2 separate regions of the Sus scrofa genome follow, and region 2 is linked to region 1. The links are chromatin contacts, called in public Hi-C maps. All regions are on one chromosome and are shown on one strand. The core of a region is the stretch at or near the end of the contact, and the rest is flanking DNA. Distances in the headings are between cores, read along the strand shown. Region 1 overlaps CREB5 (cyclic AMP-responsive element-binding protein 5). Region 2 overlaps CREB5 (cyclic AMP-responsive element-binding protein 5).

What was found. A called contact is a pair of places that touch in the nucleus more often than the background predicts.
Region 2: a Hi-C map of skeletal muscle shows a contact between it and region 1, with 2.0 times the contacts expected there. The contact joins two enhancer-like sites. A contact is called at or near these places in 1 of 47 Hi-C or Micro-C datasets (skeletal muscle) and 1 of 2 datasets of contacts at active chromatin or transcription factors (skeletal muscle).

What each region holds. Positions count from the first base shown.
Region 1 is chr18:43,931,839-43,935,291 of Sscrofa11.1, reverse strand. The region is part of intron 7 of CREB5 (cyclic AMP-responsive element-binding protein 5); the gene reads left to right. Among named protein-coding and RNA genes, the nearest start is that of TRIL, 210 kb to the right of the region's middle. Within about 2 kb of position 2,076, at least 23 of the 83 cell types and tissues checked have an H3K27ac peak or open chromatin away from gene starts, as enhancers often do. A contact at or near this core is called in skeletal muscle, where this site is marked.
Region 2 is chr18:44,141,206-44,144,750 of Sscrofa11.1, reverse strand. All of the region lies in intron 4 of CREB5 (cyclic AMP-responsive element-binding protein 5), which reads left to right. Among named protein-coding and RNA genes, the nearest start is that of CREB5, 120 kb to the left of the region's middle. Within about 2 kb of position 1,775, at least 17 of the 83 cell types and tissues checked have an H3K27ac peak or open chromatin away from gene starts, as enhancers often do. A contact at or near this core is called in skeletal muscle, where this site is marked.

The DNA of each region.
Region 1 (3,453 bases), core at 827-3,326:
AATAAAAAGCAGTGATAAATAGCATGTCTGCTTCTCAGAAGCTTTGTGGCAAGGCAGGAAATGCTGTTGGCTTGGAAGAAACTCTTCTTAACGTTTGGAGGGTGCCAGCAGTCCTGTGTCCCTGCAGCCAGTGATCAAAACACAATGATGGGCTGAACCAAGGTGCCCACTCTTTGCAGAATCCTTTTCCCTCACGGGCCAATATGCAGATGAATAGGAATTCGGTTAAGACTCCACACTGACCACAGCAAAAATCTAAGCTCTCACTGCTATGTACAGTGGATCTCATTTTAAGGGCAATTTACCTTAAAACATCATAGTAGAAAATGGTAATTGATGACATTGATGAATCACTTGTGTATGTGGCGGAAATTATGTTAAACATCTTGCAGTGTATTATTAGCTCGTTTAATTCTTGAAACAATCCACTGACGGAGGTACGGTCCTTCATCTTGTTTTATGAATGAATAATCGGAGAGATTGAATAACTTGCAAAGAACATTCAAGCTGATTTAAAAAAAAAAAAAATGGTGCTGGGATGTGAACCCAGGCATTGGGCGCTTGGTCCTGACTCTAAACCATAATGTTTTGCCAGCCAGGGGGATGATCATCCTGTGAGTTTATACTAGTAAAGCACTTTCCAAATTCTGAGTGCTTCCGTGCCCTTTGTCCCATTGGAGCCTCATAACAACCCTGTAAAGTCGACGGGGAAATGTTATTATTCTCATTTTATAAACACCGAGAAGTTCTTTGTAACTTTTCCAGCATTATCCAGTGGCACGATCAGGCCCTGAGCCCAAGTCTTCTTTGATTTCCACCCTGTTTCTACTACATTGTGCTGATTCTGACATCCCCATGATAACTTATTCTGAATCAAAGCAAATTCTTATCAAAGTAAAACTCAGGTGTATAAAGGAAGTCTTGGCTTAAATTAATAGCTGGGCTCAGCCACCTATTAGCCTCTCTAGTTCTTATCATCTAAACACTGGAGAGCAGGCTAATCCATATTTCTGTCTGGCCAAGACAAGGGCTGAATTACAGAGCTAAAAGCAACAACATGCCTCTAAGAGCTAATGGAAGCCCCAGGTCCTTTCTTTTGGCTGAAAGTATAACTTTGTACATACCTCTGCCTTGTTGCCCACTTAACACAATGTAGAACGTTTCATTTAGGAATACATGGTGTCCATTTTTTTTTTTGGTACAATGTAAATGATTAGATTATGAGATCATTGATAAGAGCTAGCAACCATTTATTTATATTTCTACAGAACAAATTCCTATAGGGTTTACATTCCAGGTGCTGATCAGAATTCCAAATACATGGGATTATTCATTGGATTATATTTGTTTTGAAAATGAGAATTTGAGAGATTATCTGTTGCTATGAGTCACTAAATTCCAAAGCAGGAAAGGAGCTCAGGGATTATTTTAGCAAAATTCTTTCCTTTGAGAAACAAAAGCCTGACATTCAAGTTAACAACTGGTTTAAGTTCATGTAGCTAATCAGCAGAAGAAATGGAATGGGAACCCAGATTCCAAGTTTTCAAGGTTAGAGTACTTCACTTCCCAGGTGCTGGTCAAGAATTGACACAGAAAGCCATCTGCTGGTTGCTGTGATAGTGAACCTTCTAAGCCAGTGTTTCCTGAAGCGTTTTCTGCAGAGTTGCGTTAGTGAAACAGAGTGCCTGGGAAGAAGAGGGTCAGTCAGCTTTTGTATGAAATAGAAATTGAAGTTCATCATCAGAATGCCTGAAGAAATGGGTAGAGTTCTCTGCAGTTCTTTCTGAGACTTTGTGGTCTGGGCTTGAGATCACTAAGCTGGTCTTATTGATCCCCAGGAGAATGGCTATGCGCTGAGTTTTGCATCTCTTGGTACCCAGTACTAACTGCCTTGATTTTGCCTGCCACCAAGCAAAAGTAAACGTCCCACGTCTCACTGCCGTGTTCTTTGGGGCTTCGAGGATCTTCCTTGGGCTTTTGGAGATCTGTTTCGTGCTGGTATGGAGGGATGACCAAGCTCTCTGAGCACCCAGCACAAAGCGGTATTGAAATGGCCCTTTTTATGGGATATTCTCTTTTGGCTCACCCTCCTCCGCCCTCACCAGCGCCTCCGCGTACACACATTCGGTCTCCTAGGACTCATTGTCTTCCCAGTTTTCTTTCTTTCTCTTTCTGCAAGTATCCACCCTGCTTTGGTAACCATGGCAACAGGTGAAATACAATCCCAATATTTGCTCGCTGCCTCTGTCACCCAGCCCAGCACGCACATCGCCGGCTCTTGTTTTTGTGTTTGTTTAATGTTCCCAAGCCTGAAGTCAGATGCATCTGGGCAAGGACACAGCACACGGTCGGTCTGGTTCGGAACACTCCCTCTCAGACAGTCTTCAGGCACGTCTTCTTTGTGTGTTTGTGTACGTGTGCGCTCGCGTGTGTCCCTGTCTGCTTTGGAACGTTGTGCAAATAAGTTCAGCTTGTGTCAGAATAGCGGCTGGGGGGGGAGGCGGTGAAGGGCGGAATTTTACAAATCTTGTTAGAAGGAAGTTCTGCTTTGCAGAGATATATTTTGGTCTTTTTCTTGGAATTTATGTAGCTTACACTTTCCAAGATTTTTGCCAGCACAACTAACAAGAAAAGTTTGCTTTGCACTTTGGGATGATTGCTGTGCGTTGGTTTGGTGTTTTATGTGGGAAGTACAGAAGATTCGTCAGAAAATGTGTGCCCTGAGGGGAATGGAAGGTGGGGCTTTGGGGCACATAGAGAAGGCAAAGTTTTCCTAAAAGTTTGGGAGTTTTAAAAGGAAATTTTTAAAAAATAATAATAAAAGGGAGAATCCAATCTTCAAATCCAAAACTAAGAGAGAATATATTTTTCCCATTGATATCTTTTAAAATGGTCTTTCCTGTTTGTTTGAAAATCTAGCTGTACTGCAGTATATGACCGATTCCCTTGCCTTCTTTGTAGTGTGGATAAGATGAATCATTAGGTTCTCAGAATCAATGAGTCCCAACAAAAACAGAAATAGATCGAGTATTTTTATTTCGAAATGGTATTTGCACTCACCAGGCAGGAGATATATTCAAGGAGGACAAGATTTTCATTCAACTCTGGCCTTGGATTCTAAAGATTAAAGGTGCAACCAGAGAGGCAAGGCAGTGACCTGATTTCAGTAGGTAGCCAGCATCTCAAGTATAAGAGGGAGCAAGTTCGCGCTTGGGTAGAATTTCAGAGTTGGCAAGTGTTTCACTTGTACCCTTTCCTGGACTGTCTATCTCCCTTTTGTCACCTCTACATGGGAATGTGCCCGTGATTCCGGGGAACGGGTCCTGTGTCCCTCCCAGCCTCTCCTGCTCCACTCAGCTCCACACAGCATGGTCCCTCTCCGAAAGCCCCTTCCAGAAGCCTGACATTTCTTCTGAGGACTTCTTGCTCTCTCTGGCTGCCTTGCCTCTCCTA
Region 2 (3,545 bases), core at 526-3,025, 210 kb before region 1:
TGCTATGGCCTTAATGAGTCAGCACCAGTTGTTCTGCAGTTGTCAAAGGGAATATTTCCATGACGCAAAAAGTTAGCCAGCGGGTGGTTTCTGAGGATACTGTGACATCTAGAGTACATAGCATTTTGATGCTAAATTATGTGAAAGTAGTGCATCAGCTTCAGAGTGCTATAAAAGTGGTTGTGATTGTAATTATTATTACCTTAACAAATGTCTTTGGTTTAAAAAAAAGCCTTGCTATTGCAGAATCGGTGCGTTCCTCTGGAAAGGATGAAAATGCTATTTCTCTCCCTTCTTTGGCCCTCCTCTGACCCTATCCAGCTCAGAAACTCTTTGGGGAACCTGTACAACTCTATAGGTTATATATGGCCTTTCACTTCCAGGCTGGATCTCAGAGAGGCAATGAGAGGGGAGAGCATCAAGTGTCTTTTCAGTAAGTCCCCATAACCAAGGAAACAGCTTAGTCCTTTTGATGTAACCAACGTGGAGGCAGAGGAATGGGATTGATAAGAAAAGGCCACAGATTCCTGATTCTTCTATGGGAGCCCCTGGAAGACTCTGGTCTGAAGCATGCAGCTGGTTCCCTAACTTCAGTGTGTGCCCAGCTGGCCCCCTGGAAGGAGATGGGTTCCAGTATTGCCAGAATGCAGGGAAGAGGTTGATTGTGAGGCTCAGCAAAACCTGAGGCCCAGGGAGTCAGGCTGCCAGCAGGAGGGAGCCTCCTCAGCATGCCTCTCTGCAGGGAGCCCTGCTGGCAGCAGAAAAGGGTGGATCAGGAGAGTAGGAAAGGAGTGAGGCGAGGAAGAAAAAAAAAATCACAGATGTCCCAAGTTTCCATAATTTTATCAAAAATTTTTCCATGACTCATCTTGTGACTCTTCCCCAAATTTAATATGATAAAAGCACTGCCCTAAGTATAATTAAACTGCAATTATCCAAGACCAAGAGGGTGGTGCATGTTAATCAACCTCTCCCTTCCCTCAATCCACCCAGCCAAGGTGGGAAGAATCAAGAACACACATTTGTCTCTCTCCCTTCTTCCATCCTGATTCCCTTTGTGCTGTGACCCTCTCAAAGGGAGAACAAAATGGAAAGCATTCCAGAATAATTTCCTCCCACTCAAAAGCAGTGAAATAAAGTGAAAGCTGCATAGAGGGAGCTGGAGGACTGTGGTTGGTGCTTGTTTGTTAACTCGGCCCAACTTCAGGATATCAGCTCCAACACGCTTTGTATTACCTTTCTGTAGAGTAATCCTCCAGGGAAGTTGCCTTGAGGGTGGGGGTGTGTGGGACACTGGGTCACAGTGCTGGCTACTTCTTGCTTAGCACTACACGACCTGCCAGGTGTCCTACAGACATTATCTCTTACCCTGATAAGAGGTCCATAAGGCGGGTATCGCCTAACAGTTTTGCCGCTAAGAAAGGAAGCTCAGAAATTCAGCTACTTGTTCTTAGTCACCCAGTGGCAGAGCTGGGATTTGAAAACTCAAGGCAGTCCAATTCCAGAAAGCCTCTCTGACACTGGAAGGAGCAATGGGGAACAGAACAGGAACAAGAGCAGTTCAGAGTCGCTGTTCCTGCTTTTGAATGCCTCCAGACTCTTTGTCACAAGCTCCCAGTCCACCCGACCCTTGTCTTCCACATGACAACCGGGTAAGGAGAGTCATGCTTGACCTGGAAGGTGTTGAAAGACCTGCCGCTGAGTGCAGCTCATCAAAGGGGACCAGGTTCGCCATAGCCGTGACCTGGGAAGGTGCTGTGGTCCAGCTGGACCCCTCTCCAGCTGCTCTGAGGTGGCTTGGGCTGCTGTCCAGACTGCACGAAGCCACAGCCAATGTCAAGGGCTCCTCACGTCCAAGCAGGAAACTGTGACTGAAAAGCTGAAAAAACATATGATCCCATAAAAAGCCGCCTCTGGGGAAACAAGCCATTAGTCAGCCTTATTTATTTATTTTTCCTTCTTGGGGCAGAGTTCAATACAGACGAAGGGGCTGTGATTATCATATAAAAGGCTATGCAAAGTTGCCCTCCCTGTAAGATGCTGAAAAAAGCCTCACCCTGGCCCTTCCTTTACCCTGGCCCTTTGCCACAGTTAACTTTGTTTGTGTTCTTCAGAGTCCTAATGCTTTGACCACGATTGTGATGGCCCATGTCGGAGCACAAGTGTGTCTCAAAATAAACAAGCAGGGTTGGAACTCTCCAGAGCCCCCCTCTCATCTCCACCAGCCTTTCATCCTGCCTGATGACTGAGGCCGGAGGAATGGGGTGTCGGTGGCCTTATTAAGACAAGATCTTGTGCAGGAAAAATGTGCTTAATGAGCTTAGGAAATACCTTGTGGTCATGAAAGAGTAATACAATTTCTGCTTTCTTGGGCGAGAACAGGAAACCTTGACTGTCCACTCTGAGTTTTTGCCAGTTTTACTTGGGAGTGTACTTTTGGAAGGTCAAATGGGTTTTTTGGTTTTTGTTTTTCGGTTTTTTTTTTTTTTTTAATGGGTGGCAGGAAAAAGACAATATAATCTTTTGAGCAAAGCCCCATGGTCAACCCAGGGATGCAAGATAACCATGCCTCCTGTCCTTTAAAGATCTCTTGGTACCAAAGATGTCCAGTTTGGGAATTTTTTCCCCTTTACCCTCTATATTAATTTCCTAGGGCTTCTGTTAACAAAATACCATAAACTAGGTGGCTTAGAACAACGGAGATGTATTTTGTCTCCCAGTTTTAAAGGCTGGAAGTCCAAGATCAAGGTGTCAGCAGGGTTGATTCCTTCTGAGAGCTATGAGGAAGGATTGGTTCCATGCCCTTCTCCTAGGTTCTGGTGGTTTGCCCCAATCTTAGAGTGTTCCTGGGCCTGCAGAAGTATTGCCCGGAGGTCTGCCTTCATATTCATGTGGTGTGCTCCATGTGAGTGTGTCTCCGTCCAAATTTCCCCTTTTTATAAGGACACTGTTAGGTTTGCCGAGGAAGGAATGCCCAAGGCCAAGTTGGTAAAGCAAGAGAGAGATTTTTTTTTTTTATTTTCCCACTGTACAGCAAGGGGGTCAGGTTATCCTTACATGTATACATTGCAATTACAGTTTTTCCCCCACCCTTTCTTCTGTTGCGACATGAGTATCTAGACATAGTTCTCAATGCTATTCAGCAGGATCTCCTTGTAAATCTATTCTAGTTGTGTCTGATAAGCCCAACTCCTGATCCCTCCCACCCCTCCCCCTCCCATCAGGCAACCACAAGTCTCTTCTCCAAGTCCATGTTTTCTTTTCTGAGGAGATGTTCATTTGTGCTGGATATTAGATTCCAGTTATAAGTGATATCATATGGTATTTGTCTTTGTCTTTCTGGCTCATTTCACTCAGGATGAGATTCTCTAGTTCCATCCATGTTGCTGCAAATGGCATTATGTCATCCTTTTTATGGCTGAGTAGTATTCCATTGTGTATATATACCACATCTTCCGAATCCAATCATCTGTCGATGGACATTTGGGTTGTTTCCATGAGCAAGAGAGATTTTTAAGGCATCAAAGGGGCACTGGCTGAGCTCA